2 separate regions of the Sus scrofa genome follow, and region 1 is linked to region 2. A link is a contact called in public Hi-C data. All regions are on one chromosome and are shown on one strand. Each heading gives the region's core, a stretch centred on a gene start, on an enhancer-like site or on the middle of the called end of the contact. The rest is flanking DNA. Distances are from core to core; before and after follow the strand shown. Region 1 has its middle 140 kb from the start of GLCCI1. Region 2 overlaps UMAD1 (UBAP1-MVB12-associated (UMA)-domain containing protein 1).

The links. A called contact is a pair of places that touch in the nucleus more often than the background predicts.
Region 1: a Hi-C map of liver shows a contact between it and region 2, with 4 times the contacts expected there. The contact joins two enhancer-like sites. A contact is called at or near these places in 3 of 47 Hi-C or Micro-C datasets (epiblast stem cells and liver).

The regions. Positions count from the first base shown.
Region 1 is chr9:78,354,527-78,358,511 of Sscrofa11.1, reverse strand. No RefSeq gene overlaps it. Among named protein-coding and RNA genes, the nearest start is that of GLCCI1, 140 kb to the right of the region's middle. Within about 2 kb of position 1,696, at least 8 of the 83 cell types and tissues checked have an H3K27ac peak or open chromatin away from gene starts, as enhancers often do. A contact at or near this core is called in liver, where this site is marked.
Region 2 is chr9:77,977,879-77,981,795 of Sscrofa11.1, reverse strand. The region is part of intron 2 of UMAD1 (UBAP1-MVB12-associated (UMA)-domain containing protein 1); the gene reads right to left. Among named protein-coding and RNA genes, the nearest start is that of UMAD1, 65 kb to the right of the region's middle. Within about 2 kb of position 2,140, at least 15 of the 83 cell types and tissues checked have an H3K27ac peak or open chromatin away from gene starts, as enhancers often do. A contact at or near this core is called in liver, where this site is marked.

The DNA.
Region 1 (3,985 bases), core at 447-2,946, 380 kb before region 2:
ACATAGACAACTAAAACACTTGAATTTTATTATATGTAAATTACACCTCAGTAAGTATGGCCTTTTAAAGAAAAGAAAGAAGAAAAGAAATTGGAGTCTGGATCCTCCATGAAGGGAAGCTGTACTACAGGGTAGCAGAGCCCTGAGGAAATGTCAGAGGAAGCAGAAAGACCCAGACTGAATCTGGGCTGCAGATTCAGAAGTCTGATCAGCTTGAAGCTCCAAAGAAGATAACTCTGTCCACAGTGGCTTCCTCACGGGTAAGACTCTCCCTCGCATGTCTACCAGCCTCCATCGGTGGGTGAGTCAGGAAAGGCCAGATTATGCTTCAACAGCAGTCACCGTAAGATCTGAATGGTTTATAATAAGGAAGTTTTCATTTTTTCTCAATTATGCTCTGTTTCCAATCTGGTGTGAGGGGCTCTGCTCCACAAACCCTCAGGGTCTCAAGTTGAGGAAGTGTCACCAGCCTATAGCTGACCAGGTAAAACCTGAGCTACTCAGCCACCTCAGCAAGGAAAGGTCGAGCTGGAGCATCATGCACTGACTATGCCATGCTTCATCCAAACAATGGCATGCTTCTCTGCCCTCCACAGCGATTGGCAGGAAAGATGGAGTATTTCATGAGTATGGCTATTTCTGCCTTAAAAAGTCTCTTGGTCTTTAAAATTAACTTTGAAAGACTTCCAACAATAGTCTAGTTTATTCAAAGGAGAAAATATATGCGTATTAAAGAAAGAGGTTTTTTGGGTTGCCTTGTTTTCTTTTCAGGAGACAAAGGTCCTATAATACTGGTGGTTCTGTCTTCTTACAGGCAATTTAAAAAGTTCCAGGGGAATGAACTGACAAAAACCAACATTCAAACTGTCACACCCATGTCCCCTTTCTAAGCAGTCCTGGCTCCCATTCTGCTAGGAGAGATACGGTCTTAGGCTGATAAGTTACACTCTGAACTACAGAACCTCTCAGTGTCCACTGACTAGCTCAGGAAGTCAATGTGGCAGGCCAGGTAGAATGACTTTTCACCCAGACAAGATGTGTAGTTCATCAGCTTCTCTCTCCTTTGATTCTGAACTGGTGATGGTATGAAACAAATGTGTCACTTATAAAAGAGTAGACACCGAAACTAACAGAGCCAGGCACAGTTACTCTAAGGCATCGGGGACTTGTAATCAGAAACTGAGCCCCCAGAAGCAAAGAGGTATAGACCAGATAGGGGGTGAAGGAGGGGAGAGGGCAGGTGCTGGCCACACCACGAAGACAGCCCAGATTGCTCCAGTGCTCTCAGCTAAACTTCTTTCCTCTGAAAATAGGATCTTTGGTCTTAATACAGAATATCCACCTATGTCCTGCCTTCTGAGAATTGATCGGTAGGAGACTAACCTGAGTGCCCTATTGCTCACAAAATACCCAGTGCAGGCTCTAGATTTCCCAAGAGGGGCCATGGCCGTGGAGCATGCTGTCCTGCAGAAGAACGTGATTAACCTCGACGGAATTCTGGGGCCCCTCAGATTCTCCATCAAATCTCTTCTTTCTCCATTGCTCCTATTGCCTGACACTCTAGTGGCACTTACAGTGTGTCTAACTGCATTGTGACACTGCTCCTCCCACAGCTAGGATAACCCCGCCCCACCCCCACCACCCCTGCCCCAGTGAAAACAACAATCTCAGTGTTAGATAACTGCTGGCTTTGGCATTAGGCTTGTGACTTCATCCCTTGGCCCCTCAGAAACTTCTAAAACCTGACAGAGGCCACCTCTGCCAGCCAGGAAAGAGGCCATTGATTTCCAAATTGCCTCATCGGGAAAGGTTGGATTATATAGCAGCTTTCCAGGGCTTCCTTCTCCAGCTATTTCCCAGGGAGCATTTCTATTGATTTTGATCCATGGTATCTCCTTGCTGCTATTTCTGGCCCTGAGCTGTGGTGCCCAAGGGTCCATCTAACATTTAGAGCATCACCCACTATGCCCCTGTCCTCAGCACAGACAGAAAGCTTTCTCAGGACACGGCGCTGGAGAGATCAACGCCCACGTTTCCACTCTCTTCCAGCAGCTCATCACTACTTCTGACGGCTGGGTTCTAAATACTTTCTGCCCTGTTATCAGGTCTATTCTGGACCAGGGATTTATGGATCTTTTAGGATCAAGAGTTCTGTACCTCCTCTGAGATCCTATGTATTTTTGTGTGGGTGAAAAGGCACCTCAGTGGATTTTTTTTCCCCCCTGAGGAAATAGTCTAGCGGTCTCATAAATTCTCAAAGGGATCAAGGAACAATAAAGTCAGAAGGCTCCAGCATGACTGGAACTTCTTATGAGCCCTGAAAGCCCCCATAATCCATTTCTCAGCAAGTAGGAGTCTCCTCTAGCTGCCTTTCCCTGCAGGGATGTCACAGCCATTCTCTCCCCTTCCTCTCTCCTTGCCCTGAATGGCTGAGTTGGCCACACATGGGCTCAGTAGTCAAACTAAGGGGTATTTTTATCCTGCCAACAGGGGCTGGCATCCTGGGTGAGCGGTGACTTTGGGCCCAGCTGGAAAGGAAGAAACTAAACAAATCTTGACAGCACACAAGCTCTGGCTCTCTCTCCCCACAGCCTGCCACCCATCTGTTTGCTGCCCTCAGAACCAGCCCCGGGGGCACCCTTGCCTCTTTCTCTTGGGCTTCAATGGTGAGTCTGTAGTGAGGGAAGCCCAGGGCCAAGCAGGCTTTTCTGCTCTAGAAACCAGATCTAGGGTTAAAGAAGAAGCACCTGGAGAGGAGCCAGGGGTGGGCCCAGGCTGAAGCCGGAAGTGTCCTGGTCTCCCGGCCTTGTTTCCGGGGGTGGGCAGGGCAAGGAGGGCCGTGAGCTGGGAAGATGAGGAGGTTTGTAGGAGGACAAGTTCGGAGATGCGCTCTTGGGCCTCTTGCCCGAGGACCCAGGTTGGTGGGAGCCTCAAAGACCACCCGGCAGAGAAGAGGACTGGGGCAAACGCCAGGCAGTGGACAGCAGAGGAGGAGGTAGGTCCCTGCAGTGAAGCTCCGTGAGGACATTAGAGGCAGAGATATTAGGCTCATGTAACCATGTTTATAGCTTTACTGCCTTCACTCTTTCTGACCCTACACGGACTATGGAAAATAGAAACTCACTGTGGGAAAATAAAAATTAGCTCATTCATCCTCTTAACTATCTTATGTGGTAGGATTTTGGGGGGAGGGTTTGGTTTTTTTTTTTTAATTGAGTTACAACTCACATATCCTAAAATTCACCCTTTTAAAGTGTTTGATTCACTTTTAGTATATTCACAAGGTTATGCAACCATCAGCATTATCTAATTCCAGAGTATTTTTCATTACTCCTAAAAGAAACTCTACCTGTTATCAGTGACTCCCTTTTCTACCACCCCAGACACTGGCAACCACAAATCTCCATTCTGCTCCTATGAATCTGCCTGTAATGGACATTTCATATGAATGGGATCATATAAGAGGTGATCTTTTGTAACTGGCTTCTTTTGTTACTCAACCAATCCCACTTGGGTCCACTCACCCACGTGCAATAAAACCAACCTACTGACACTGGGTTGTGGTGAAGGAAAGTGCAGCATTTATTGCGGGGCACAAAGCAAGGAGTATCAGCAGCTGATGTACAAGCAAAAAGGCCTGAACTCCCAGATGGCCTTCAGGGAAAGGATTTTAAAGACAAGGTGAGGAAGAGGTTGTGGGTTACTTAATCGTCTCACGGACATTCTTCTGATGGGTTTGCGGTAAGGCAATGGAGGAGTCAACAGAATCAGTCTTCTGGTTCCAATCAGTATGGGGTCTACATGCTTTTAGTAAGCATTCAGTTAACTTTTTTCACCGGGTGAGGGTTTCAGTATCTGCAAAACAGCTCAAGGATATGGCTCAATATTATCCATAGCCCTTAAGGTGGATCTAAATGTTCTTGACTTTGTTTAATGGCTAAACCACTATTATTTTGTTTTCCTTTCTTTCTGCATTTTCTCACAT
Region 2 (3,917 bases), core at 891-3,390:
AGGATTGAAATTTATTCTGTCACAATTCTGGAGTTAAAAGCCTGAAACCAGGTGACAGCAGAGCCATGCTCTCTGAAGTCTCTAGGGAAGAACCCTTCCTTTCCTCTCCCTAGCTTCCAGTAGTTGCTGGTAATCCCTTAGTATTCCTGCGTCACTCCAATCTCTGCCTTCATCATCACATCGTCTTTAGCTGTCTGTATGTGTCTCTGTGTCCAAATCTCCCGCTTTTTATAAGGACACCAGCCATAGGATGAAGGCTCACTCTAATGAGTACAAGCTCCTTTTAACTTGATTACATCTGCAGAGACTCTATTGCCAAATAAGGTTACATTCATAGGCACTGCTGGTTAGATTTAAAACATATCTTTTGGGGGGAAACAAGTCAAGCTACAACACATGCTAACCACTCATTCCTCCAGAGAGTTTCAATGTTACATTTCTCTAAATTCAGAGTACTAGAAGGCAGGATACCTGCATCCAATCCATGCATTCACTTCATGGAAGGTTTTTAGTTCTTCAATAAAATGCCCTTTAGTCACAGTAAAAGTTTAAATGAAAACATATGAAAGGAGTTCCCGTCGTGGCGCAGTGGTTAACGAATCCGACTAGGAACCATGAGGTTGCGGGTTCGGTCCCTGCCCTTGCTCAGTGGGTTAATGATCCGGCGTTGCCGTGAGCTGTGGTGTAGGTTGCAGACATGGCTCGGATCCCGGGTTGCTGTGGCTCTGGCGTAGGCCAGCGGCTACAGCTCCGATTGGACCCCTAGCCTGGGAACCTCCATATGCCGCGGGAGCGGCCCAAGAAATAGCAACAACAGCAACAACAAAAGACAAAAAGACAAAAAAAAAAAAAAATATGAAAAATATTAAGAGCTTCTACAATATCACGATTGAACACAATCATCGTGGTTTTTTTCAAAAGCCTTTTTATAATAACCAGGAGAAAAGTCTGTTTCTCCTGATTAACAATGAAATATTTTCTTTTGTTTGCAAATTAGGAAGCTTAAGTAGTCTATACTGTGGTAGTCCACTTATACCTAGTAGTCTATATTACCAGGAGTGGTATACTGGAGTGGCCTGGGCAGTGTTTCTCAAATTTTGGTGTGTGTCAAAATCAGAGGAAGGAAGGGGTATGGAGGGAGATGAATAAAATCCCATGTGCCTGGGACCCACTCCAAACCAAAAGAATCAAAACTGATGAGGATGCAGCCAAGGCATATACACTTGTGACGAACACCCAAAGCAAATCTGATGAACGCTGTTTGAGTACCACCAGGTTGGGTTTTTTTCCACTCTCTTTATTCTCAGAGGCATACAATTTGCAAGTTCTATTTGAATGGTCTTGTGGAGTTCGTGTTCTTTACTACAAGCTCTATCATATTTTTATACTTAAATTTAGCAAGCAATTTCTAGGCATTCTACTCTTGAACTACTCACTTGAACTAAACTTGTCACTATACTTTAGGTCTGGCAGCACTTTTTTCCAAAGGCGACATACATTCTCAAACAGATGGCTTTATTCATCCTCACCATGTCCCTCTGTGGTACACTGGAAGAAGAAACTATTTTTATTCCCTTTAAAGATGAAAAACAAAAGCTCAAGTCCAAGTCAAACTGAGTATTTATTAAACACCTTTGGTAATCAAGACATTGTTAAATATCACCTCATCAGGACAGGCCAAGGAGCTAAGGAGGTGCATGCCTGAATACGGAAAGGTCAGTATAGCACTGAAGCATTTCCTAGCCCACCGATCACCACCTCCTATTTGTACAGAATTAAACAGTCTGGAGAGCTTAATTATTTTAATTGATCAGTACAAGCACTCATGAACAATTCTGAATAAGAGCTTCAAGTTCAAGTACTTTCTTCTTTCTACATTATTTTTCTCATCTTCCTATCATACATAAAAATTAACTAAGACCTCTCCAATTTAACATTATAAGGTACTATAAAGTATCATAGTCACTGAAGTTAAAAAAATAAACATATATATATATATATACACATTGGTTTCCATAGCCTTCTATAGTTGAAACTATGGCGGGAAAAAAATCTATGGTTGGTTTGAAGTCTTTTGTTAACTCCCTTGAGAGACTCAACTGTTGACTGTGGTTAGAATACATTCAAAAGTCTAATCAGATTGCATCATCACCATCACCTGCTCAGAGGCGAGTTGAAGGAACATGTGCTTGTGAGGCTGAGGCTGGCTTATTGTGCAACACTCTCATGTGGGCTTGCCAGAGAGATTAGTCACCATTTTGCAGCTGGTTTCAAATTCAGTTGCTGCGATACAAGTGCAGATGCAATGGCTTACCCTAATTATATTGCTCCAGTTTAATCTTTCCATTTGTGGCATACATACTATCTGCTGGATCGAATTCAAGACTCTGAAAATTGGTTTCAAACAGAAGAGACTTCAAAATCACACATTTGTGACCCTCCCCTACAGCTTGCTAATCACATTTCATCACCGGATCTCTTGGGTCTTCTGAATCCATCTCAAAGGTGTTTTTAGCTCTCTCAGCCATCACTGGATCTTAACAAAAGGCCGGAGCAAACTGTTCTTAAAAAAACATTTTTTAAATAAAAGCTATGTCACCTCCAAAGATACTTTTTGGCATGTAACTTTTTTTCCCCATTTTCTCCCTGCTTGGAATTAAACAAACTAAAAAATCCTAAGGAAATTAATCTTAATCAGTGATTTGTAAACTTGATAGATGATCAAAATCACCCTAGAGGCCTTGGGAAAAAACATCATTACCCAGATTCATCAACCTACTGAGTCATAATTTAAAGACATTTCTTTTAAAATTAATGCATAAAATAAAGCATATGCCTATACTGCTTTTGAGAGTCAGAAAGAAAAGAACAGATTTCTGCTATTTCAGACGAGTCCATTTGCTGCCTGCTACTGTCCACTCTCATAAATGCCTTGTGTCAAGAATAATATCTGTACATAGAAATGAGATAAATCAGAACTTTTAAAATAAAAAGAAAAAATAAAATCCTGGAATTATCAGATCCACAGAAGATAATCAGACAAGGGACTCCAAGAGGGTTTTTGGATTGGAACAATGATGATGAGGAATAAAACACCTATTTCCAAATAGTCTTAATTTCCTCACCATCTGCTTCAGTTTCTTGGATGCATATCGTTTTTCACCAAGATAACTTAAAAGTATGATTTTGAAGGTATACATTTAAACTTCAGACAATGCATTTCTATTCTCTTGTTTCTTAATCATTCATTCATTCCATGCTAGTGCTTTGAATAAAATGGTAAACAAGAAAATACAACCCATGCCCACACCATTTGTCCTATTACCACATAGGACCATATAAAAAATTAAACTATTAAAATAGTTTTAGGATTAAAATAAAGTATATTAAAATAAAATGTAAGAAAGTCACATCGATATATTTCAAAATACCATTAGGGATAAAGATAACACATTCAAGTTACAGGGGATACATTATTTAGAAAAATTGCTCCTAAGTTCCACAATATTTCTCCTCCCCAAATAATGTCATGAATGATGCCAGCTTTACTTTATTATTTGATCTAAAATTTATAACATATTATAAAAAATATGAAGTTACTAATAAATGTTCTGCTACAACAGGTTAATCAACAGCTGAAGTAATGAAGCAATGTTAATTCTAAAAATTTTATTTCCCCAAAGTCTAAAAGCTACACCACTGTGACAAATGGAATCTACAGTACTTTCAGTTAACCTGCTTACTATTCTAAAATTAAACCATTAAACAAGTTTAATTAATGCAACTTTTCTAAATAGACTTTAATGTGAATGACAGAAAATGTTAATCTGACATTTATTTATGGCCAGTTATAAACATAAGCATACACAGAAGTGGTGAAACTTAAAATCATGAGGGTAGACTTTCAAACTCAATGG